Linked DNA regions of Danio rerio: region 1 is linked to region 2. A link is a contact called in public Micro-C data. All regions are on one chromosome and are shown on one strand. Each heading gives the region's core, a stretch centred on a gene start, on an enhancer-like site or on the middle of the called end of the contact. The rest is flanking DNA. Distances are from core to core; before and after follow the strand shown.

Region 1 (3,280 bases), core at 121-2,620, 170 kb after region 2:
AAGATCAGCAGAAAAATGAAACTTATAGAAGTTTAAAACCATGTGAGGAAGAATAAACATTTTTTTTGGGTGTACTATCCATTTAATTTGAAATATTAGTTTATTATTTCTATAGTTTCAACCAAAAAAATAAAAAATAAATGTACACACTACTGAATCACCCTCAATTGGATTCAAACCTTTTAGTTTTATTTATTAATCATTAACATCCATAGTAGGAAAACAAATACTATGAAACAAATATTCCCAATATATCTGACTAGAAGAAGCGTGTGCTAAAATAAATGCAAATTATCTTTATTATTCAATTATTTTTTCAGTGACTTCCATAGTAACTTTTTTTGTCCTACAATTGTAAGTCGATGGGTATCAGCATTCTTCAAAATATCTTCTTTTGTGATCAACAGAAGAAAGAAACTCATAGAAGTTTAAAATGTGAGGAAGAATAAATGAATGGGTGTATTATCCATTTAATTTGAAATATTAGTTTTAAATTGATATAGTTTTCACAAAAACAGAAATGTACACACTGTTTAATCACCCTCCATTGTTTTAAAACCTATTAATATATTAACCATTAACATTCATAGTATGAAAAACAATTACTATGGAAAAATATTTAGAAATATTCCTACAATATCTGGCTTGAATCGTGTGCTAAAATAAATGCAGATTATCGTTATTATTTTAGTTTTTCTTAGTGACTTCCATCGTAACCTTTTTGACCTACAGTGGAAGTTGATGGGTATCAGCATTCTTCAAACAATCTTCTTTTAAGATCAACAGAAAAATGAAACGTATAGAAGTTTAAAACCATGTGAGAAAGAAAAAATGAGGTTATTAGAGTTTTTGGGTGTATTATTCATTTAATTTGAAATATTGGCTTTTTATTCATATAGTTTACACCAAAATAAAAACGTGCACACTGTTTATTCCCCCTCCATTGGATTCAACCTTTCTGTTTTATTTTTCTATTGAACACAAATAAAAAAACGCAGATATTCTAAAGAAAGCTAAACAATTATTGCCCATTAACATTCATAGTAGGAAACACAAATACTATGGAAGAAATTTTTAGAAATATTCCCAGTATGTCTGGTTAGAAGAAGCGTGTGCTAAAATCCTTAGCTCCAGGAAATCAGGAAATCTCATGAAATCTCATGAATGTTCATGTGTATGTGAAACCGAAAATCTAGAATAAATTAATCATCTGGACATAAATCATAAATAAATGCAGATTATCATTAGCATTCGCGCTTGAGTGCAAGTATGTCAGGAAATGCAAATAAGGTAACCCTCAGCGTCACTGAGACGAAGCGGCCAATCAGAACGCAGACTTTTTTGTCACTCGTATCCAGGAAGTGGAAGATGCACCGACCGCACACCCGACTTCAGTTTCTGTCAGAGTAAATCTTGATGGTAAATCACGGATAACCTCGTACAGAAGTGATGGACTGGTCAGAAGGAGACGGAGTAAGGGGGAAAATCATTTATGTGCTCTTTTGTTTTGTCTTTTAATGGATTTATAAGACCGGTTAAGCTAACTTAGCATCTATTGCTAACTGATCACCTGTGTGTAACGTTACGTTTATTAATGGGGGTCTAAATCCTGTTTTTAGATCACTGGACGATTCAGAGTTTAAACCATCACTAGAACAAACAATTTGTTTACCTGAAGCATACACTAAATTATATTTCTGACAATTGTGCTCTCAAATTAATAATTGCTAAATTTAAAGTGTCATACTCCAAGACAAACACGTAACTTAATTGTAATTAAAATACCTATCTGACATAAAGCCTGTTACCTGCTAGTCTTGAAAATATTTAATTTTACTCTCTTATGGACACAGCCATGTTGAAACCACATGACTAGCCTTATCATATTCTGTCCTCAGGTTTGATAGTTTATGAGTTGAACACACTTGAATGTAACGTTACTTCTGTATGCCCATAGCCAGTCTATTAAAATGGGTGGTTCTTTTTTTTCTCAAAAAGTGGACCTTTTCGCAGTCATTCGCCTCATTTTCTATTAATAATTATGAGGTCTAAGTTACAATCTAATTATGAGGTTCAAATGCTGCATTTTAGTGACCTTTTAAGCACTAAATTTAGCTTGTTGGATGGTTGTCATTAGCCCACTTTTTGATGCAACAAAAATATTTCCGACAAGTGCTTACCATACTAGTTTATGTTTACTAAAAATTGTTTTAATTTACAAATGTGCATTAGGTGTTACAGTTTTAAAAGTAATGTAATGAGATTAGGCATGGGACGATAACCGTTTTCAAGGTATACCACGGTTTGAAAAAGGTTCCTTAGGTATGTGTAAGTTTTTTTTATTTACATTTTTTTGTGGTTGTTTTTTTAGGACAACAATATCTCCAGCAGGAAAAAAAACCATATATATATATATATATATATATATATATATATATATATATATATATATATATATATATGTATATGTATATATATATATATATATATATATATATATATATATATATATATATATATGTATATATATATATATATATATATATATATATATATGTATATATGTATATATGTATATGGGTCAATGACGTGACGCTCATTTTTTTGTGTCCATGTCTTTTAAATAAATTCAAGTAGGTTACAGTTTCAAAATAAATAAGCAAATTACTTGCATACATTCTCTATTTTGAGGACCAAGTTTAATTTTTTGGTTTTAATCCATTTTAAGAAAATTTTTAGGGGATTATTGCAAGAATGTCAATGTGGTGTAACCAAAAAAAATTGGTACCAAATAGTTTACCTTGTTTAAAAAATGTGAAAGCCTCAATGAAACATTGTATCGGCTAGTCTGGCATAATTTTACATTAGACATATTTAATAGTAAATAAAGGTAAATATAGCACAATTGTTTTAAATATTATAATTCATTTGGGGAATTTTTTCTGTCACCTCAAATTTCTGAAATGTCAAGATGGTGTAACCACCATTTATTGAGCCATTTTGTTAATATTGTGCACAAGACAGTTAGACAGGAAATTGAATCACAGAGAAGAACTCTTGATAAGACTAATTACTGCATGCAAAGGTTAGTAACTCTTTTTAAAATGTGAGATACTTTGACCTTTTTAAGGTATGGTCAGCTATTCTTAGATATGCATGTCAAATGGTAAGACCCCAGAAATGCACTGATAATTGTTCATAATTATAAAAATAAGTATTATATTTAAAAGTTAAATTTGAAATATTCCCACCAAGCCCATGTGCTTACATAGATGTTATT
Region 2 (3,126 bases), core at 339-2,838:
AGCAAAGAGGATCTCTTCTCTCCATTTGGGAACGCATTTTATGGCAGACTCTTCCTTGGGAGAGGAGGACTAACACACATTCACACACATATTGTTGTTACATTAGTATTTAAAAAAAATTTATTCATTTTTTGTTATCAATAATAAGTGTCTTATGCTCATCAAGTTGCATTTATTAATCAAAAATAAAATCTTGAGAAATAATAACATGAAAACTATTTGCTTTCTATTTAAATACATTTGTTATATAATTGTTTACTTTGTTTTATTAAATAATTCTTATTCTTAAATAAATATCTTGTGCTCACCAAGCTGCATTTATTTAATCAAAATTTAGATAATAATCAAAATCTTGTGAAAGATTTTAATTTAAAATATTTGAGTCAGTCTGAACCATAGGTCTGAACTCAACATTTTTAATCTGATTAGAAAAGAGGATCTCATCTCTCCATGTGTGAATCATGACACACTCTTCTTTGGGAGGGGAGGAGTACGCACACATGCATACTACAGTTTCATTATTTTTAATTCATTAATTATTATTATTATTATTATTAAGTGTCTTATGCTTACTAAGTTGCATTTATTAGATCAAAAATAAAATCTTGTGAAATATTATAATTAAAAATATGTTTTCTGTCTGAATACATTTTAAAATTTACTTTGTTTTATTAAATAATTAATTATTTTTAAATGAATGTCTTATATTTGATCAAAATCAAAATAATAATTAAAATCATGTGAAACAATTTAATTTAAAATATTTGAGTCAGTCTGAACCATAGGTCTAAACTCAACATTTTTAATCTGATTACTTGGCATGCACAAACATTTCCTGTAAAGTCACGGCATAAACTAAATCAAATGAAAAGAGCATTCGATTCACACTTTTCTTTCAGCAGATTCTCAAGCTCATTTTATCACCAACATACTACTGAAATACCTCTTGAGCTTTTTTGTTACATATTTTCAACCAAAAATGAACCCAGACCTCAATGAACACTCAATAAACTATGTAGAAATCCAATTTACCACAAAAGTGGCCCATTTGACCTGACTTCACCCAGTGTATGAAAGCAAGACCTATTCACTAAATCTTAACACAGAAAACTTTGCAAACATGCACTTGATTTTTGAAAAGAGCAACAAAATCATGAAGCCTCCTTCAAAACGATCACTTCCTCGAGACACTCGCAGGTCTGATTATTAAATCAGTGCAACACCCAAAAACAAAGAACACTGCTAGGAAAAAAGTCTGGAGAATAAGCATTAGCAAAGAGGATCTCTTCTCTCCATGAGTGAATCATGACACACTCTTCTTTGGGAGGGGAGGAGTACGCACACATGCATACTACAGTTTCATTATTTTTAATTAATTATTATTATTATTATTAAGTGTCTTATGCTCACTAAGTTGCATTTATTAGATCAAAAATAAAATCTTGTAAAATATTATAATTAAAAATATGTTTTCTATCTGAATACATTTTAAAATTTACTTTGTTTTATTAAATAATTAATTATTTTTAAATAAATGTATTATGCTCACCAAGCTGCATTTATTTGATCAAAATCAAAATAATAATTAAAATCATGTGAAACAATTTAATTTAAAATAGTTGAGTAAGTCTAAACCATAGGTCTAAACTCAACATTTTTAGTCTGATTACTTGGCATGCACAAACATTTCCTGTACAGTCACAGCATAAACTAAATCAAATGAAAAGAGCATTCGATTCACACTTTTCTTTCAGCAGATTCTCAAGCTCATTTTTATCACCAACATATGAGTAGTGAAATACCTCTTCAGCTTTTTTTTTTTGTTGCATACTTTCAACCTAAAATAATCTTAGACTTCACTGAACACTCAAAAAACTAGAAATCCACTCTGTATTCAATTCCCCCAAAAAGTGGCCCATTTGACCTGACTTCACCCAGTGTATGAAAACAAGACCTATTCAATCAGAAAACTTTGCAAACATGCACTTGATTTTTGACAAAGACCAACCAAATCTTGAAGCCTCCCTAAAACAGAGACACTCGCATGTCTGATTATTAAATCAATGCAACACCCAAAAACAAAGAAAAAAGAGTGGAGAATAAGCATTAGAAAAGAGGATCTCTTCTCTCCACGTGTGAACGCATATCATGGCAGACTCTTCTTTGGGAGGGGAGGAGTAACACACACACACACATTCATACACACGCACATACATACTCGCTCCGCCATGCTAGTACGGAGGCTATGCTCTCGTCGCTGCTCTCTGACCCCAGTGGCAGTCCTTTCTTCCTCGACTGCGGTCTAGACTCACTCCCCCTCTCCGCCAGTCAGTGCGAGATTCGCCGCCTGCCAGCGCTGCTCTTCCCGCCAGCTCGCCGGAGGGTCTCCCAGGGTCGAGGGTCCTGCCCCTGCCCGGCTCCGAGTGCCACCTCTTCGGCTACCGACATCTGCATTCCCCGGCGTGTATGGAGCAACATCTTTAGAGGTGGGCGAGAGGAAAAAGAGGGGGCTTTTCGACCTCTTCTTGTGCGTTTGGAAATGTAGGCTTAGACAGGGAGCGAAAGGGGAGAAAAAAATAAGACACAAAAGGGTTAGAGGTGGCTTGTCATTGAGCGGCGGTGTCAGCGCGGCCACTCACCCGGGGAACGATCACCCTCCGCGGCGTGCGCGCTAGACATTTACGCGCTACTTTTTTGCCTGGTTTTAAAACGACATGTCGGCGATTTTGAGGTGATGGAGGTTGAACTTGATCTCTTGTGCGTTCTCTCGGAAGAGTGTGTGAGTGCCCTCTTGAAACGTGATTTCCAGGCTTTATTTTTTGATCGTTCTTCCCTCGCATTGTTCAGGCGGAAGCAGCGGAGTTGAGCGCAAATAAATATCACGCGGGTTTATGGATGTTAGATATTAAACGGAACGGCAGGTTTTTTACGCAGCTAAAGCTAGTGGGTGCTAGCTAGCTGAGGTGAGGAAAGCGATTTTCTTTTCGTGCAGAATACGAGGAGTAATGAATATTGTTTTGTGCAACAACAAAAAAATGAGCATTTTGTCTATTTATATTAAACTAAACTAGTTTATTGTTTGTTGAGGAATTTGAAAATTACATTAATTAGTTTGACGTGAAATAA

What was found. Hi-C and Micro-C count contacts between places; a contact is called where the count stands out from the background.
Region 1: a Micro-C map of caudal fin shows a contact between it and region 2, with 6 times the contacts expected there. The contact joins the promoter of zdhhc13 here to the promoter of mpped2a in region 2. A contact is called at or near these places in 2 of 18 Hi-C or Micro-C datasets (caudal fin and an unstated tissue) and 1 of 4 datasets of contacts at active chromatin or transcription factors (caudal fin).

Annotation. Positions count from the first base shown.
Region 1 is chr7:16,513,413-16,516,692 of GRCz12tu, forward strand. It overlaps zdhhc13 (zDHHC palmitoyltransferase 13), which reads left to right and starts at 1,371. Exons shown (of 17, transcript NM_001008650.3): 1 at 1,371-1,473. The coding sequence starts at 1,450. All of the region lies in intron 2 of LOC141375331 (a long non-coding RNA gene), which reads right to left.
Region 2 is chr7:16,345,753-16,348,878 of GRCz12tu, forward strand. mpped2a (metallophosphoesterase domain containing 2a) reads left to right here and starts at 1,589. Exons shown (of 7, transcript NM_001017735.2): 1 at 1,589-2,486. It overlaps LOC137496159 (a long non-coding RNA gene), which reads right to left and starts at 2,849. Exons shown (of 2, transcript XR_011016263.2): 1 at 2,640-2,849; 2 at 1-2,546.